2 separate regions of the Danio rerio genome follow, and region 1 is linked to region 2. The links are chromatin contacts, called in public HiChIP or PLAC-seq maps. All regions are on one chromosome and are shown on one strand. The core of a region is the stretch at or near the end of the contact, and the rest is flanking DNA. Distances in the headings are between cores, read along the strand shown.

Region 1 (2,700 bases), core at 102-2,601, 100 kb before region 2:
AACAGTTGACTTAAAAACACTTGATCATTTACAAATGTTCATGCGACTTTTTAAATGTTAGTCATATTGTGAAAGACTTGTCTGGTCACCATTCACTAGAAGTGCATCTTAACTCAGTGTAAAGAAAGTGAATGGTGACCGAGGCTGTCATTCAGCCTAACATCTCTTTTAGTGGTCCCACTAAAAACTAATGTTCGGAACAAATATGAGAGTGAAAATATAGACAAAATGCTAATTTCTTTAAAATGTACCGTAACTAATCTAAGAGATAAAAAAATCAGATTTGACAAGCAACCGAACTAGATGCGGTCCACTTCGAGTAGCGCCTGCGCAAATCTAAACTCCAAACAACATAGGACATTTCAAAACAACATATTTGCATTATAATATATTTATACATACAAAAACCAGGTTTAAACTCTAAAGCATGCTTTGCAACTCCACCATTTGCATAGGCCTAAATTTCCCAAAACTCCAGAGCACGTGCTTGTTTTGAAGGCTTTTGTTTGAGTTTTCAGCCCGGATGGAAACTACTTTTCCACCGCAAATAAACTCCGGCGTACAACAACAAACACCGGAGCGGATTATAGAACTGCCGACTGCAGTGACATTACATTTGCAACTTGTTAGCTGACTAGTCTAATTTAGTAAATGAGCTAGTGTATTGTCGTGGGAGTTGAGTGAGGGGATGTGCGTGCACGCGACCCCCTCCTCCCTTAGCAAAGCAACTTTCAGGCAACTTTTACAAGATCTGCAGTTTATCTGTATTCATGCACATTTTAAAAGATAAACGCGGTGCATGCGCTGTGTGTCTCGCGAGCGCGTGTGTGATATTGTACAGATGTATAGGTGATGGTGATGGTGATGAGCTGATGTCGTGCTTACAGCTTTCAGATCCAGCACTCCGTCCTTCGCTTCCTGCAGTAGAGTCACAAATTTGGTGGTGAGCAGTCCGAGACTTTTCTCGTGGCGACTGGGGGTCTGCGGCTGCAGCGACTCTCCCATCGCTCCCAGGTCGTTTCTTCCGGTTTCTAAATCCATCAGGATGATGTTGAAGTATTAATAAATCCCCGCAGTTGTGTTTATGGTTGCATAAATAACGCTTTCTGCTTGCTATATCGCTGACAGCACCGCTCCTGCCGCGTAAACGCTCGCTTCCCGTCAACGACCGGCGATTTGCGAACCATGGACGGGAAAGTTGTCCACAAAATGACAGAGCTGCGACCGCTGTTCGGGGTCTGGTCCGGTTTGGGACACGGATCACCCCAACCCAGATGGCCTAACAGAACAGGAGGTCTTACGAGCACCAGCGCTGAGCTGCTTGAATGACTGAAGCCGTTGAAGGCGCAGTGCATCATGGGATGACCTGATAAAAAAATTGGAGGGTTCCTGCATTGCGTAAAGCGGCCTGAGGGGGGCGATAAAAGCGGCGTCGTTGAACTGAAACGACCATGTGGGGGCTACAGACACCGGTTTTTCTCTTTGTCGTGTGCTAAATTGAAAAATGCAAAGTTTTCTATTCACAGATGTTGTCGTATTTGAATAATTGACCCTTAATATAATTAAAACAATATATTTGCTGTTTTTTGTTGCATTTTACATCAATTTTTATTTTGCCTGATTGTTTTATCACTAAATGGACGGACGGACGGACAAACGGACGGACAGATAGATAGATAGATAGATAGATAGATAGATAGATAGATAGATAGATAGATAGATAGATAGATAGATAGATAGATAGATAGATAGATAGATAGATAGATAGATAGATAGATAGATAGATAGATAGACAGACAGTTAAATGCAAAGATGATAGATAGATAGATAGATAGATAGATAGATAGATAGATAGATAGATAGATAGATAGATAGATAGATAGATAGATAGATAGATAGATAGACAGATAGACAGACAGTTGAATGCAAAGACAGATAGATAGATAGATAGATAGATAGATAGATAGATAGATAGATAGATAGATAGATAGATAGATAGATAGATAGATAGATAGATAGATAGATAGACAGATAGACAGACAGACAGTTGAATGCAAAGACAGATAGATAGATAGATAGATAGATAGATAGATAGATAGATAGATAGATAGATAGATAGATAGATAGATAGATAGATAGATAGATAGATAGATAGACAGACAGTTGAATGCAAAGACAGATAGATAGATAGATAGATAGATAGATAGATAGATAGATAGATAGATAGATAGATAGATAGATAGATAGATAGATGATAGATAGATAGATAGATAGATAGATAGATAGATAGATAGATAGATAGATAGATAGATAGATAGATAGATAGATAGATAGATAAACTGATGGATGGACAAAGAGAGAGAGAAAGAGAAGCAATGAGACTGACAGATATAGATAGATAGACGGACAGATGAATGGATGGATCCACAGACAAGCAGATTTACTGAAAGAATGACTGACATAGATCAGAAATAGATGCACTGATGGATGGACAAAGAGAGAGAGAAAGAGAAACATTGAGACTGACAGATGGATAAACCGATAGATATTTAAACATCTAAAATAAGTATAGGCACATACACATTTGTACAAACCCTCATCTTGACCATGCAAATGACATAACTACACTGTAACTGTGTAGGATTGGTCATTACTACTTAATATATTTATTTTGAGCTGTCAGGCAAGGTGCGCCATCTG
Region 2 (2,700 bases), core at 173-2,672:
GTTTGTGGTTCATGCAACACTAACTGACACAGCTGTATAATAATGAGTTTAATAACTGAAGTGTGGCGTTTAGTAAAGTAATATAAGCAGGTGTGAATTGTACAACTCAAATGAGTTTTTTACAAAAAGTACTTCCTTGAAACATTAAATAAAAGCAATAAAATCAAATAAACTCAAATAAATGCTAAGAACAGCAGAAACTAGCGTTATAGTTTTGTTTGCAAAAGCTAAACACAAAACCAAACTAACTAATGCATTTAATAGATAATATAAACACAAATCAATCTGCATAACAAATTATCAGGTTATATTCACAAGCTCGTAACTAACATTTCAGTTCAACTCAAACACTCCCAGCTCGACTGTGGAAAACACCGTTAGCAATCCTAGTGCTAACTCATCTTAAACCAAACTTTTTGTTTACACATTTAAAATGTACACAGTTGTGCCCTAAAACACACAATCTAAATGCGTTTATCAGCCAATGGCTCTAATCATCTCAAAACAAACTCTCTCGGCATTTTAAACCACAATTTCTGTCAGATTCAGTAACAGTCGTGCTAATCCAGAGCATGCTAACAGCTAGGCTAAGCTAACAGCGTAAACCTCATTGTTTCAAACGGTGACGAGCACTTAGCCTGTTCCCGACATGCTCACCTAACTGACAGGAACCTGGCGTCTGGTTTGTTTAGGACATTAACGTTAGAAATACACAAAAATGGTTCTTATGCATCTTCAACCCATGATGATCTCATGCAAGTCAAGTGTTAGTAAAACACTGGCACACACTTCCACTTCTAGTAAGAATATCTGGCAGCCTGACTCATGTAAAGGCGTAATAAATGCACTGGTAACGTTAGTGGTGTACTACATGATAGTAAACATGGAAGTTTGTGTAAAGCAGTGTTAGTGAACATTAGCAGCCATGCAGTTTAGCATATAGCCATACTGCTGTTTACTGGGCCTCACTCAACACATTTATGTGGTTGGAGAAACCAAACTCGGAGTCTAAATCACACCAGTGATCATGTAGCACCAACACGAGCCCTGGTCATGACTAGAAGGCTCTCCACAATTAATGTGATTCATATCACCAACCGAACTCCTACAGGCCGTTACAGATATTTCCACCATCCCGCGCGTAGGGCAAATTTGCTTCTTAGGAGTTTTTGGCCGTTAAACAAGCAAGGTAAGCTACACGCTAACAAGCTAACGTTAAATTAGCCGAGCAGACAACATATGATAACCAATTTATATCCCCAGCGCTTTGGGGGATTATAGCGCAGCGCCGAGCGCAGAGAGTGGACGCGTTACCTCGATCCTGGAAAAATTACGTGCGGATGATCATTTTCGTCGTGTTTCTTCGTTCTGATCTTGACGGATAAAAGGTCGCTTTCTCCCTCGGTTCGGTTTGGATTTTTCAAAATAAAATGGCGACTGTCACGGCACGCGCGCGCACCCAGTGCGGTGCTTATTGAGCTCGCGCACGAGCTCGCGACTACGCAACATATGAAGTGATGCGCGCTGCCACCGCGCCCCGCCTCTCCCTGTGCGCACAAACACTATAAAAAGACGGAGATCTGCGCAGATGCGAACACACACCTGTTGCTGTGTGAACGGATTTACAACAACAACGGAGATTTGTAAGAAGATGCTTCTTTTTTTTTCTAAACAAGAACATATCTCTAAAAAACACAGTTTATTGATGTAATACATCGAGTGTATACTGAATGCAGGCCCATAGCCAGCCTGGTGGTGATAACGATGGTTCTTTTTTTCCCCTCATAAAGTCCTTTTGCAGTTATTCGCCTCATCTTCTATTTCATTATGAGGTTTAAATACTGCATTCTAATAATATTTTAAGCACCTTTTTGTTTAAATAGCTGGTCATTTTTGATGTACCAAAAAATTTTCTTTAAGATTTTGAAAAAAAACTTTAAAATACTAATTTATTATGTGATTTATCGTTAAGAAAAAAAAAAAAAAATATATATATATATATATATATATATATATATATATTTTTTTTTTTTAAATGCATCTTATGTTAATTTATTTAGGCAAATAACAATCTAACCAGCACATTCAAATTACCTTAGTTAGAATTTGGTCATTTGAATAAAAAAATAAACAATATTAATGTAGAGCTTCACAATTATTTTTGATTTGTCTCTTGTAAAAAGTTCAATTGAAAATTCACAGAAAACAATAGCCTGATTATTATTAAAATTAAATGTAAAATGGGCTGCCTGTGTTTCATGAATAAGTTCCACGATTTAGAATAGAAGTTTCTTGTAGTTTTCTTTATTTAGCAACAATACAGTAGGTCAGTAGTGAACGATAGCTTAACTTTCGTCAAATTGTATGTTTTCTGGCACAGATGTTGGACTCATGAAAAATAAATGTTTGCACTGGCCAGAACACATCAGCTGAAGTCACGACAGCAACAGAGGATTCCACTCGGTCTTCTTCGATGGATTTTGTTCACAATTTATGACAGAATAGCAGTCAAAATAAAAGAAATGAGGTCATGCATGGGACAAATTCTGCACCTTTGTCAGTGGGGACTGGGTCTTTCAAACCACCCGAACCCCCTGGCTATGGGCCTGGAATGTTCATCATTGTTGTAGGAAAGTATGAAAATTGATGTTTGCTCTAAAAACCATTTAGAGTTTAAATCAGTCAGTTGTAGCATAACAC

What was found. HiChIP or PLAC-seq counts read pairs in DNA pulled down with a chosen protein or histone mark.
Region 1: an H3K4me3 HiChIP or PLAC-seq map of gastrula embryo shows a contact between it and region 2, with 3 times the contacts expected there. The contact joins the promoter of e2f4 here to the promoter of cnot1 in region 2. A contact is called at or near these places in 2 of 4 datasets of contacts at active chromatin or transcription factors (embryo and gastrula embryo).

The regions. Positions count from the first base shown.
Region 1 is chr25:18,358,718-18,361,417 of GRCz12tu, reverse strand. e2f4 (E2F transcription factor 4) reads right to left here and starts at 1,351. Exons shown (of 10, transcript NM_213432.2): 1 at 886-1,351. The coding sequence starts at 1,041.
Region 2 is chr25:18,254,559-18,257,258 of GRCz12tu, reverse strand. It overlaps cnot1 (CCR4-NOT transcription complex, subunit 1), which reads right to left and starts at 1,422. Exons shown (of 49, transcript NM_001079951.2): 1 at 1,315-1,422.